Linked DNA regions of Mus musculus: all the other regions are linked to region 1. A link is a contact called in public HiChIP or PLAC-seq, Micro-C and promoter capture Hi-C data. All regions are on one chromosome and are shown on one strand. The core of a region is the stretch at or near the end of the contact, and the rest is flanking DNA. Distances in the headings are between cores, read along the strand shown.

The links. A called contact is a pair of places that touch in the nucleus more often than the background predicts. HiChIP or PLAC-seq counts read pairs in DNA pulled down with a chosen protein or histone mark. Capture Hi-C pulls out chosen DNA fragments and counts their contacts.
Region 2: a promoter capture Hi-C map of liver shows a contact between it and region 1. The contact joins the promoter of Zbed4 here to the promoter of Mapk11 in region 1. A contact is called at or near these places in 3 of 39 promoter capture datasets (3T3-L1-derived adipocytes and liver), 1 of 115 datasets of contacts at active chromatin or transcription factors (pancreatic cancer cells) and 1 of 9 other capture datasets (liver).
Region 3: a Micro-C map of embryonic stem cells shows a contact between it and region 1, with 4 times the contacts expected there. The contact joins the promoter of Shank3 here to the promoter of Mapk11 in region 1. A contact is called at or near these places in 1 of 484 Hi-C or Micro-C datasets (embryonic stem cells), 1 of 115 datasets of contacts at active chromatin or transcription factors (pancreatic cancer cells) and 2 of 9 other capture datasets (adipose tissue and liver).
Region 4: a contact with region 1 is called in an H3K27ac HiChIP or PLAC-seq map of embryonic stem cells, with 2.4 times the contacts expected there. The contact joins the enhancer-like site here to the promoter of Mapk11 in region 1. A contact is called at or near these places in 2 of 39 promoter capture datasets (liver and neural stem cells), 1 of 484 Hi-C or Micro-C datasets (embryonic stem cells), 6 of 115 datasets of contacts at active chromatin or transcription factors (embryonic stem cells, epiblast stem cells and pancreatic cancer cells) and 2 of 9 other capture datasets (adipose tissue and pancreatic islet).

Annotation. Positions count from the first base shown.
Region 1 is chr15:89,147,966-89,150,998 of GRCm38.p6, forward strand. It overlaps Mapk11 (mitogen-activated protein kinase 11), which reads right to left and starts at 1,641. Exons shown (of 12, transcript NM_011161.5): 1 at 1,433-1,641. The coding sequence starts at 1,548.
Region 2 is chr15:88,750,253-88,753,285 of GRCm38.p6, forward strand. It overlaps Zbed4 (zinc finger, BED type containing 4), which reads left to right and starts at 1,459. Exons shown (of 3, transcript NM_181412.3): 1 at 1,459-1,550.
Region 3 is chr15:89,498,197-89,501,229 of GRCm38.p6, forward strand. It overlaps Shank3 (SH3 and multiple ankyrin repeat domains 3), which reads left to right and starts at 1,412. Exons shown (of 22, transcript NM_021423.4): 1 at 1,412-1,723; 2 at 2,019-2,222. The coding sequence starts at 1,436.
Region 4 is chr15:88,879,990-88,883,022 of GRCm38.p6, forward strand. No RefSeq gene overlaps it. Among named protein-coding and RNA genes, the nearest start is that of Gm38643, 4.0 kb to the right of the region's middle. Within about 2 kb of position 1,457, at least 10 of the 459 cell types and tissues checked have an H3K27ac peak or open chromatin away from gene starts, as enhancers often do. A contact at or near this core is called in embryonic stem cells, where this site is marked.

The sequences.
Region 1 (3,033 bases), core at 391-2,890:
AGTAACTTCTGGGGTGGAGGTGGGTGGGGAGTGGCCACTAGAACAGCAGGATCCTCTTACTTGACTGCCTCTGTACAATCAAGTTACAAGAAGTTGGCATCCCATGGCCTGCCTCAGCAGGGTGACTGAACAAACCCAGGGTCACGGATCAGCGGAGACAGACCTAGGTCTCCCTTGGGAAATCTGGCTTTTCCCTGGTAACTCCTAGATGGTCCAGCCCCGAGACAACTCCATCTGAGTCAATGTCCAAGTCCCCTGCAAAGTATCTGCTTCACCTTCCTCCCTGCCCCCTCCAAGTCCTCCCTGGCTCTCCTTCCCTCTAATTTATTGTATTATTTTTTTAAAATGTATTTTCGTGTAACCTTATCCTCCTCCACTTGCTGAGTCCCTGAACATCCCAGACACAACATGTCCCATCATCTCTTCCTCTGTCCGACTCCTTGGGTATGTATGGGTGATGGAGTGGGTGTATCCTGTCTCTACTCACTGTGGAGGGCTGGGGTACAGCCTGAGAAGCAAGAATAAGGAGCGAGTGTCGGCAGAACAAGCCTACCCATCTCAGTGGTGGGTTTACAGGCTGCAGACATGGGGCGAGATCCCATGACCAACTCACTCTGGGCCCTGTAAAGCAGGACTGTTTGCCTCTATAGGGTTGCAGTAGCAGTACCGAGGCTTCGGATGACAGCACCGGATCCAAGATGTGAGACTCAGCCCCCATTCCCGGTGTGGGGCACATACCAGTGTCCACACCCTTGATCAGCCCGTCAACAAGGGCTATCTACAGCCGTTCTCCAATCCCAGGTGCCTGGATGCTGCCCACGATCGAGACTGCAATCTCTGGTCTCCAAGCCCTACCTATATTCTGAGATCCTTTGTTGGGTAAACTGGGGTAGGGTGTAGACAAGAGAGTAGGTGTCCGCTTAGGCTCAAGCCGCTGAGCTTCTAGGAATCTGGAGGCGCGGGTATGATCCACAGGAAAATTTTGGTGTCTTCCAAATTAGAAAGGTCTCCTCACCCCGCTGGGGGTCCCCTTTTCAAATACTTAGTCTGAGGGGAACGTTAGACCCTGCAGCTACTTAGACCTTGCCCGAAATAACCCGGATGGCTGACTGTTCCATTTAGCGGCCCCAGAGACTTGCTCTCCCGCCAGCTGTGACGCCGCAATATTCAGTCTTTTGGGGAAAAACTAGGAAAGGGATCGGAGATGGGGGGGGGGGAGAGGGCATTAGAAGACCCCCCCTACCTGCCAGCGAGTGGAATCTAGTAGGAAAGTTTCCTCCGTGTCCCCTCCCCCCCATTCATTCATCGGAAGCGTGCAGACCGGGGGCGGAGGCAGGGCGAGGCCCCTCCCCACGCCGGGAACCCCACGTCGCGCTGGAGGGTCGCACACGCTTTCCCGCCCAGCTCCCACCAGGTCCTTGCCGGCCCCTACCAGACTGAGCCGTAGGCGCCGGAGCCCACCGGGCGTAGGCCCTGCAGCCGCTGCGGCACCTCCCATACTGTTTTGTTCAGCTCTTGCCGGTAGAATCCCGCGCGCGGACCCGACATATCCACAGAAGCAGCTGGAGCGAGCGCCCCGGATCCCCGCGCGCAGCACCCGGCCCGCGCCCCACGCCCAGCACCGCTGAGCAAAGCGGGGTGGGGGCTGGGGGGCGGCGGCGCAGCAGGGCGGGACGGCGGGGCGGGGCCGAGGCCCGGCGGATTTCCCCAGCCTGGAGACCGGAGGGCGGGGAAACGGGGGTGGGGTGGGGTGGGTGGAGGTTGAGGGTTCCCGGAGACAGACGCACAGCTTCCTGCCCCTCGGAGACCGTGACAAAGGAAAAAGCCTGCTTCCCTCCCATGGGGGTGACGATGAAACTTCTTGCTTGTACTCCTCCACCTTCATCTTCTGCATATTACCTACCCCCTCTGCCCTTCCCCGGGTCCCAGGCCAGTCCCCTTCCTCAGAAATGAAGGGAAATTGTCAAAAGTGAGCTTGAGCACGTGGTGATAATACTTTCAGAACAACAACAAAAAACATTAGTGGTGGGGGGAGGGGGAAGTAAAGGCTCTAGGTTAAAAAACCAGCGCCACGGCGCCAACTCAGGGCACCACTGAGGAAGGCGCCTTGTGGCCAGGGTGAGGAGGACGCCCCCGTTTGGCGTTAATGGTTCACCTCCTAGTAGACTTACTAGGTCTTAGTAAGTGACGGAGCCTTCAGGAGACAAGACGACATCTACTCCCCATGTTGCCCTAACCTCGACCCAGAAGCTCCTGGAAGAGGTAAGCTCCCGGCGGGCAGTCAGGACCAGGGACAGCGCAGCACCATGATTGGGGCCACAAGTATGGTCCCCACATGGGCCTCTTTTTAGTACTGGGTATTTTTCCTCCTTATGAAGCCCTCTCTTCACTGACACTCGGGAAACGCCCCCAGCCTTGACTTTCTCCAGCCACTAGCACAAGGCGACCCAGGAGGTCTACCAACCCTGGCAGGCATAGTTCAGTTTGTCACCAAGCCTAGAAATCTCCCTTTTCCTGGTGTCCAGGGTGGATGCTTTCATGTCCAGTAAGGCCTCACCCATGCCACTTTAGGCCAGTGGTTCTCAACCTGTGGGTCACGACCTCTTTTTTTTAACAGGTGTCACCTAAGACCATCAGAAAACACAGATATTTACAATTCATAACAGTAACAACATTAGTTACAAAGTAACAACAAAATAATTTTATGGCTGGAGGTCACCACAACATAAGGAACTGTATTAAAGGGTTGCAGCATTGGAGAGTTGAGAACCACTGCCCTAGGCCCTACTTTTATTCACACTTGAAAGTAAACATGGAGCAGAGTGTGGTGGTGCACGTCTTTAATCCCAGCACCAGGAGAGAGATGCTGGAGTACCTGGCCAGCCTGATCTACATCCTGAGTTCCAGGGCAGCCTGAGCTAAATCGAGATTCTGTCTCTAAGCTGATTCCTTTCCCCCATTCCTCCTCCCAATAAATTGATTATGGGTTGAGTGTCGTGGCTTCCATCTGTAATTCGAATGCTTAGGAAGCTA
Region 2 (3,033 bases), core at 209-2,708, 400 kb before region 1:
TTCCCCTGCACAGCCTGTGCAGGGCTAGGAGCACAGAGGGGCCATCTCCAGGTGAAGAGTTTGTGCAGGTGCTTCTGTATAAACAAATGGAAGCTCGTCAAGACTTTCCGGCTGGGCTGAGACATCCTAAGCTAAAGCTCAAACTCTCTCCTAGCTACTTTACTTGTTCTAGGCGCTACCCCTTAGCTCTATAGCTCAAGAACCCATGTCTCAACAGTTCTCCTGGGGCTTCGGAAATCCTTCATGAAGGCAGATGTTCTCTTTCCTCTGGGGTGTAGGGTACGAGGGGCATAACAAGGAGAGGAAGGTTACTGGGAAAAAACTTCTGTACCCTACGGGAACCTGCTAGCTGAGGACCTCCACCCAGGTCTTTCTGCTGTTCCCCATTGAGTCTCATATGGAGCCACCACCTCCACCACAAACATCAGCTTCCCTGAATGGAAGGCGAAGAAGACAGAAGCCAGGCTCAGGGTTCCACACCAATGATGACTTCCACCAGCAGTGCACTGGCAGCCCAACCACCTTCCCTTGAACTTAAAGACACAGAATCCCAAACCATGTCCATTGACCAGTGATGGTGAATCAGGGTAAGCAAGGTGTGACATCAGCACTCGACGCCTCCCCCGACCGCACCACCACCACCTCAATCACAGAAGGAAACTCCTAAACACGCAGAACAGGAGATGGGCGTAGGACAGAACTCCCGCATAAGAGAACAAGCTGTGGTCTAAAGTGTCATCAGAGAAGGACCTCTGGGATAAATTCCACCTGCAGAAATTACATGGTCCGCACAGGCATCTGAACTGGGGCGTTCAATGTTCAGCTCCTTATTTCTTTTACCCAAACATGGCCCCAGGCCCTGAGCAGCTAGCACCTGCTGTGTCTAGCCTCCACCCAAGGGCTACTGAAAGTGGTTGCGCGCAACGCCCCCGGAGAAGGCGCCCGCCTTGACCACAAGCCCGGAAGCTCCGCGGCCAGCCGTTGAGAGCGCAGGACCACCCTAACGGCCAAGCCCTAAGAAGAAACCACTGAGAACGCGCGCTTCTCAAACGCGCAGCAATTCCAACCAACCGCCGTGGCGACTGCGCCTGCGTAGTCTTCGGACCGAACGCCCGACAGGGCAGGTGCGCCAGACCGCGCTTGCGTAGTTTGACGGAGGAGGCCAGCGACCAGACCTCGTGTGTGTGAGACTGCGCCGGAGTAACCTGACCTCCGGAGATGGGGCGAGGGGAAACTGCGCCTGCGTAGTCTTCGTAGCTCCGCCCCGTTTGCCTAGCCGGGGCCCATCCAGCCGTACTCTAGGCATCCCCCCCCAAGGCGGGGCAGGTGCGCACGGACTGCGCTTGCGCACGACAGCCCCGCCCCGGGCCCCGCCCCCGACCCGCGCGGGGCCCTGGGAGGGGCGCAGCGTCCGGCGGCGTCGCGGGCGGCGGGGCTGGGGCGGCGGGAGGGGCGGCGGGGGCAGACAAAGCGGCTAATGAATGGGCGCGCCCGTCGCGCTGTTCGCAGCCCGCGGGCCCGCGCAGCGCAGCGCGGAGCCGGCGCCTCAGGTGAGTGCGCGCGGGACGCTCCAGTGGCGTCTTCGACGGCCGGCGCCGCGCAGGGGTTGGGGAACCGCGCCATTGTCCGTGCGCGGCGGGCCGGGTGGAGGCTGTGTCCCGAGACTGCGCCCGGCCCGGCCCAGCCCGGCCCGGCCTCTGACAGCTGCGCCTCGCGCCGCGGGCGGGCCCAGGCCGCGGAGGGGAGCGACCGCGGGACGCCCCGTGGGACCTTTCGTCAGGTGCCGGGCTCCCGCCACGTCGTGGCGTCCCCCAAGCCGGTGCCGGTGGGCGCGCGTGTCCAGGAAGGGGCGCAGGCAGGCGGCACGGCGGTGACACGGGTCGGTGTCACGCTTCTTGGTGCCTGCCTAGCTTGAAGCGTGTGCGTCTGGGTCTGACCGCGGAGGCTTAACGAAACTTAACTCAACGCTTTGGCTCCGTAGCGTCTTCACGGTCGCAGTACCTGCCGTCATTTTTTGTTCCTTTTGTCCTTTTTGGTGCGACCCACTCGCTTCTGCCCGGGATGGCTGCGGGTCCTCGCTCTCCGTCTGGAGGTTCTCACGAGGCTCCAGCGCGTCTTTTCAAGTCCCTGCAGCGCCGAGCCTCAGGAGGAGCGGCTGTCGCGGTTCTGGCGTTTGTAAAAAGGGAAGTCATTTGTTTTTGAAGTTAATTAGGATAAGATTAAGTGTAGTTTTTAAAAGGACACTTGTGCCTTCTGGCTTCGTAAAGCCAGTCAGCCAAGGCAAGTACATTCTTGTGACTTGGTAGGAAGAAAGAAATTTTCCCCTTTATATCGTGGTGATAAAAATTAATAAGACCAGGGAAATTTTAGTTTTGAGTTTTTTTTTTTTTTTTTTTTTTTTTAGTACTCTGAATAAACGTAGTTGCAAGGCACGAATTAATTCCATGCTAAGCAGAATTGAGAAGCTACAAGTTTGGCTCTACACCCTGAGGGAGTGGCTTGTGCATGAAGACATTGGTGCATGCTTTCTGTAATCTATATAAACTTTTTTCTATATAAATTTTTATATAGACTTTTTGTGTGGCTTTTATTTTCATGAGAAGATCTAGTTAAAAATTTTTTTGAATCTTTAGGAAGTTTCAAAGTCTCAGTGTGCTGATAGGTTTTCATCAATTTACACAAACCTAGACATATTTTGGAAGAGGGAACTTTTTTTAATCTCTTATTTTTAATGTTCATTGGTGTTTCACCTACAAGTATGTCTCTGAGGGAATGTTGAATCCCCTATAACTAGAGTTACAGTTTCGGTTGTAAGCTGCCTGTGACTGAATGGAATTGAACCCAGGCCCTCTGGAACTGTTCTTAATCATCTCAAGAGGAGCCATCTCTCTAGCCCCAGAAGAGGGACTCCGTTTTTCTTCTTCAAAATAATTTTTGAAAATTATTTACTAATTGGGTGTGCTTTGGTGTTCTGCTTGCATGTCTGTCTGTGTGAGGATGTCAGATCCTCCTGGAACTGAAATTATAGATAGC
Region 3 (3,033 bases), core at 162-2,661, 350 kb after region 1:
TTGCGATTGGTCAGAGAGCCCTATATGGAGTCATGAAACATTTTGGGAAAGTGGAGGATCCGTGGGGGAGTGCAGGCTGTTCTGGGGGGGGGCAGTCTAAGCCAATCACTGTTCTGTGTGGGGTGAGGGCATTTCTGAGGTGACCCAGGTGGTCAGGGGGTGGGATCTGGGGAGGCTCTATCGTGTATAGGACCAGGGTAGTCCAGGGTTATTCCTGGGATGCGCAGGAATAGCCAGTTTTGTGGGCGATCCAGGGTTGCTCACGGAGAAGGTAGGAGAGGCTGTGGCTAAGGGGATGCTTTCTGCCACTGGCAGAGTTCCCGGCCAGGCTGCTCCACAAAAGCTGTCCAGTTTGTGCCGCCACCGATGAGTGGCTCTCTGGGGCCTTTAGGGGGTGAGGTGTAAGTCTAGGTATGCGGGAGAGTGCAGTGGAAGGCAGTAGACACTACCGAGTAGGGCAATTCATCCATTCAGGGGCTACACCTTTCTGGGCCTTGGGAGCTAGGCCCCCGTGCGTTGGGCACTTCCGAGGCAGCGCCGGGCTAAGGCTGGCACGCCACGCGGGCGGCGCCTGAGTTGGTTCACTCGCAGCGCTCCCCTCCCCGCCCACTCGTCACCCCCTCCCGCGTTGCCACGACAACGTGTGAAACTAAAATTCAGTTCCCCGCCGCAGGTGGAGACTAGTGGCGCCCCCTCCCCTAAGCCTTTCCTCGTAGGTCGCGCCCCCAGCCTGCTGTCGCTAAGGTGACGGGGAGGGGGCGACCAGCTGCAAGGTTGGGCTACCCAAGGTGCGGGAGGCCCGCAGAGTCCGGACAGACTCCCCAAACTCGGTTGTGGTGGGGGCCGAGAGGAACACCCTGGGCGCGGTTAGAAGGGTTGGTCTGGGGGGAGCTCCCGTGGACTGCAGCTCCGCCCTGCTCGCGCCTGGGGTTTGCAGCCCTCCGACTCCCACCCAGCACCGTGCTCGGGTGACCCCACCACCTCCTTGGGGTCTGGAGTGGGGTCGGCAGACTGGGGAGATTTCCACCCCGGGTCACCAATTTTCCTGCTTGTCTCTCCCTCTCAGTCGGCCTGTGGGTCCTCTTGCCCCGACGCGTTCCCCACCCAGCTCTAGAACCCTCCGTCACCCCAGTACGGTGGTCTGCGACGCTCGCCTGCAGCGGAAGCGCGGCGTGCCATCCCCCCGCTGTGTCAGCCACTCCCCCTCGACAGCCAACCCCCCCCCTCTTCGGCGCGGGCCCCCGGCCCCCGCCCTCTGCACCACACGCCCACGCCGCCCCGACCCCGCGGGGGACCCCAGTTTCCCGGCCCCGGGCTTCCCATCCCCGCCTCCGGCGCGGCCCCCTCCCCGCCTCCGCTCCGCTCCGGGCTCGGGCCCCCTCCCCCCGCCGCCCCCGCCCCCGGGGAAGGCAGGCGCCGCTCGAAGCCGGGGCCGATGCAGCTAAACCGTGCCGCCGTCGCCGCCGCCGCTGCGCCTGCGGAGCCCCCGGAGCCGCTGTCCCCCGCGCTGGCCCCGGCCCCGGCCCCCCCCGGCCCCCTCCCGCGTAGCGCGGTCGGCGGGGCTCTTGCGGGGGGTCAGGGGGGGCCAGGGCGCCGCGCGGAGTCCCCGTGCGCTCCTCTCTCCGCCGGGAACAGTCCGGGCCCGGGCGCTAGCACCGGGATGGACGGCCCCGGGGCCAGCGCCGTGGTCGTGCGCGTCGGCATCCCGGACCTGCAACAAACGGTGAGCCTTTGCGATCTCGCCGTACCCCTGTGTGGCCCGCTAGCGGTGACCCCCGCCGGGCGCGCCCTGCGCCAGGACCCCCGGCCGTGGCCACTCGCCCCTCCCCCGCCGCCTCCGCGGGACCCTCCCCATCGCCGGGGCGGGGCCCTGGAAGCCCAGCCCCGGGGCGGGGCCTCGGCCTCTGCGCGGTGGCGCGGGGTCCCTGCTCTCGCTCCCCAACTAGCCCTCCAAAGCGGGGCCCGGGGCGCGGGGCCCTGCGCCCGCAGGTCCGGGCTCACGACTCGCTCCGCTGCAGAAGTGCCTGCGTCTGGACCCAACCGCGCCCGTGTGGGCCGCCAAGCAGCGTGTGCTCTGCGCCCTCAATCATAGCCTTCAAGACGCGCTCAACTACGGGCTATTCCAGCCTCCCTCCCGGGGTCGCGCCGGCAAGTTCCTGGATGAAGAGCGGCTCTTACAGGACTACCCGCCTAACCTGGACACGCCCCTGCCCTATCTGGAGGTGCTGGGCCGACTGGGGTGGGGGTGGAATGGAGCGCTCAGGGTGTGATCTTTGAGCTCCGTGGCTGGAGCAGTAGAAGGGCAGGCCGGGAGGAGTTGGCGACAGGCGCGGTGGGGGGCTGTGTGCAGCCTGAGCAGTGTGCTGAGAGACCGAGGTGGGTACACCTCGAGTGCAGTGGGCAGGGTGAAGTGCAAGCTGCCTGTGTGGTAAGTGGTGTGTTGCAGCTTAAGCATGGAGAAACAGTGTGAGCGCCGTGTGTAGAGCGCTTGCAGCGAGCAATCTGGACAGCACACAATGAGCACATGCATGCCACACATGCACTGCACTCGGGGCGTGTGTGTGGTGCGAGCGGTTTAAGAGTGAGTGCGTTAGGGGTCATGTGGTGCGAACAGTGTCACTTGTGTGCACATTTGCCTCCTCTTGCCACTCACTCCCATGTCTTCTGAGGTTAGCCCAAAATAATATTAACACCATTTGTGACATATAAAGGTGATTTGAGTGCCATTCCATAGGGACGGAGACCTAGTCTCAATAGGAAGGGCTCGTCCTGTGTGTGTGTGTGTGTGTGTGTGTGTGTATACACCAAGGTCAAAGTTGGTCTGACCCTCATGGAATTTCCACCAGGAATTGGGTTATTTCTACTTGGAGTGGAAGTGTCTAGGAGAAGCTTAGTTTCAGATCTTGGGAGAGCAGTAGAGTTTTCCAGGTCCCAGTGGTGGAAATGAAGCTGACTTGAGCTGTGGGCCCACCAGGCCATTAGTTGGCCAAGTACTTCTCTGGACTGCCCATCGTTTCTGGGTAGTAGGTGGTC
Region 4 (3,033 bases), core at 207-2,706, 270 kb before region 1:
TTAGATGCAGGTCTCATGTAGCTCAGGCTAGACCGGACTTTGACATATAGGTGAGGCTCAACTTTGGGGGGCTCATAATTCTCCTGCCTCCTGCTTCCACTTTCCAAGTGCTATGTGTATACCACCATGCTTGTTTCTAGTAGGATCTTTAGCGAAAACATAGATAAACTGATTCTAAAATGTACATGGGAGGAACAGAACTAGAAAAACTAAAATTGTAGTGGTAGGAATAAGAGTGACCTTAAAAACTTATAATTTGAATGCTTAGTCATTAGGGCACTACTTGAGAAGGATTAGGAGGTGTGGCATTGTTGGAGGAAGTGTGTCACTGAGGGAGGGCTTTGATGTTTCAAAGCCCAAGCCAGGTCCAGAGGCTCTCTCTCCCTGCTGCCTGCTGCTCTGGATGTAAAACTCTCAGCTGCCATGTCTGCCTGAATGCCACCATGAGGACAATGGACTAAGCCTCCGAAACTCTAAGCAAGCCCCAATTAAACACTTTCTTTTATAAGAATTGCCTGGCTCATGGTGTCTCTTCACAGCAATAGAACACTGACTAAGACAAACACCAGGTCTGAGCTAGCAGGCTGCCATGGTGGGAGTTGAGCCTGCAATCCCGGCACCCAGAGGCAGAAGGAACACGCCAAATTTGTCTAGGTCTACACGGTGAGTTTTATGCCAGTCAGAGATTCACAGTGAGGCCTTGTCTTTAAAAGATAGTGGTAGGTCTCACTCTGCCTTATTCGTCAGCATGTGGGGTGAAAGGGAAAATGACGGGTGCGAAGATCAGCAGAGCAGGAGAGATGGTCTGGAAACAGCACGGAGGGAATGTAGGTCTAGCCTCCGTACACATGCACGCAAGTGCATGCTAGAGAGGAAGGGCTGAAGGGAAAGGCAAGGCGAGCTTGCTGGGAGTAGACACAGGTCTGCACATACACAGATGCAAGAGACCTAACTCCTTCAGGTATGGAAACCAGAGAACCCAGATGTGAATCGCCAGGAAGCCCAAGCTCAGAGGCTTGCAAACCCTCATGGGGGTCACACACACACGGGGTCACCCATCAAGAATCAGAATCAGAGTAAACAATGAGGAAGAGAGGTGAGCCCGCAGCTTCCCTGGGTGTCTGAGTGAGCTCTTTGCAGTTGGAGGTCCTTTCCCTAGTGAAATAAGCTGGGGTGGTGGGGTATCAACAGGGGGTTATCAGATGCTCAGCTCCTGGGAACTTGAGGCAGAAATCAGACTTCTAAGTTTCACCTGGCCTCAAGCCCTGAGGTTGTATTCCTGGCTGCCTTCCTTAATCACGAAGCTTGAGGCCCAGGGGAGACTTTGCCCTTCCCCCTATAGCAGATGTGACCCCTTTCCCTGGCCCAGAGGGTTCAGGAGCCAAACCCTGTCTGCTCCCTGGCGACAGTCACCTCCTCTGTGCTCCCAGGATGAGTCTCAGGTCGCAGGAACCGCCCCGCAGCTGCTGCTGGTCCCCACCTGTGCACTACAGCCCCAGGGGAACTGTGAACCTGCTCCAGTAGGCCCGGAGGACAGGGACACGGTGGAAACCAGACCTCCGTTTGGGAGGTGTGGGGCCAGGGATGTGTTTGTGCCAGCTCCTGGCTGGTCCCCCGGGGGGGGGGGGCGCTTCTGCTTGGAGCCAGGATGCACCTGCCCAAGAAACTATGGTTTCACAGGGAGGTAGGTGATCTAATTCACTCCATCCCAGAGTATCCCAGATGCCCTTTTTAAAGGTCACTTTACCTTGATCCAGGCGAGGAGTACCTCGCCTACCTTCTCTCTCCCACATCGCAGTGGCTTACACTCTCGCTGAGTCACCCTTTCTCCTCAAAGCCAGTTCTTACATCCTACACGTGGCCCTGCAACCTCCAGGTGCTGTGCTCATGCGCGGCCCCACCCGCAGCCTCAGAACAGCTTCCACCTCTCTGCCATCTCCTAGGCCCAATCATTGGGTCGGCTCACATCCCCACCGCCTCTCCATGTGCTCCGTGATCTCTGTGTCTTGTCCTTACACATTCTTGGAGCCAATGAAACGCAAAACTATGCTTACTGTCATTTACGTGGCACGGGTCGGGGGCGGTTTGCTGGGTAGAGGACCGGGGATTCACACCAAACGAGACAATCCGCAGCCTTACAAAGCAATGTTTAAACGGAATCAGGGCAGAGCTTTAGAAAAAAAGCAATTCCAATCTATTAACTTTCAACATAATAAGCAGCAGTTTAAAACCACCATTAAAATAACCAGAATTCTAATTGGAAGACGTATTGATTCAGGATGACTCCAGAAGAGTCTGGGAGCTAGACCAGGAGCAGGCTCACAGGGACATGGTCCTCCATCCTGCCTGAAGACTGAGCCGACTCTCGCCTTCTGCTAGCCCTACAGCCCGGACTCCCAGAAGCTCCGGGTTTCTATGCCCTTTCCACCCTCCCCAGTCCTCACCAGGTGGCATCTTCGCAAAGCTCCACTTGGCAGGATGTGTCTTCACTCCACTTGCCTGTCAGCACCAGGACACAGCCTGACTACTCCTTGTTTTGGGTTCTTTGCGCTCAGGCCTGGCCAACCTGGCTCTCTGGGCTGGCGGTTGGGGCCCAGGAGCCCTCATTGGGGTTTTTGCCCAACAGCGCTTCCCATAGTGCCAAGACCGGATTCCTTGGCCTTCCTGCCTGTACTTCGGGAACCCTTTGTTCCAACGATGGGTTGAGATGTCTCCCAGGTGTTTTAATCAAAGGCCCAGGCTCTTCCTGGCTTCTCTTCCTCTCACTGAACTTGGAGTTGAAAAAAAGTGACATCAAGCTGGGGCAAGGGGTGTGTGTGTGTGTGTGTGGGGTGGGGTAAGGGTGTGGTTAGCACAGACCATTAATTCTAACACTTGGGAGGCAGAGACAGTTGGGAGGCAGAGACAGGAGGATCACTGTTAATTGGAGACCAGCCTGTTTTACATATTGAGTTCCAGGACAAACAAGGCTATACAGAGTGACCATGTCTCAATGGGGAACTCCCCCTCAAAAAAAAAAAAAGCTACATTAAA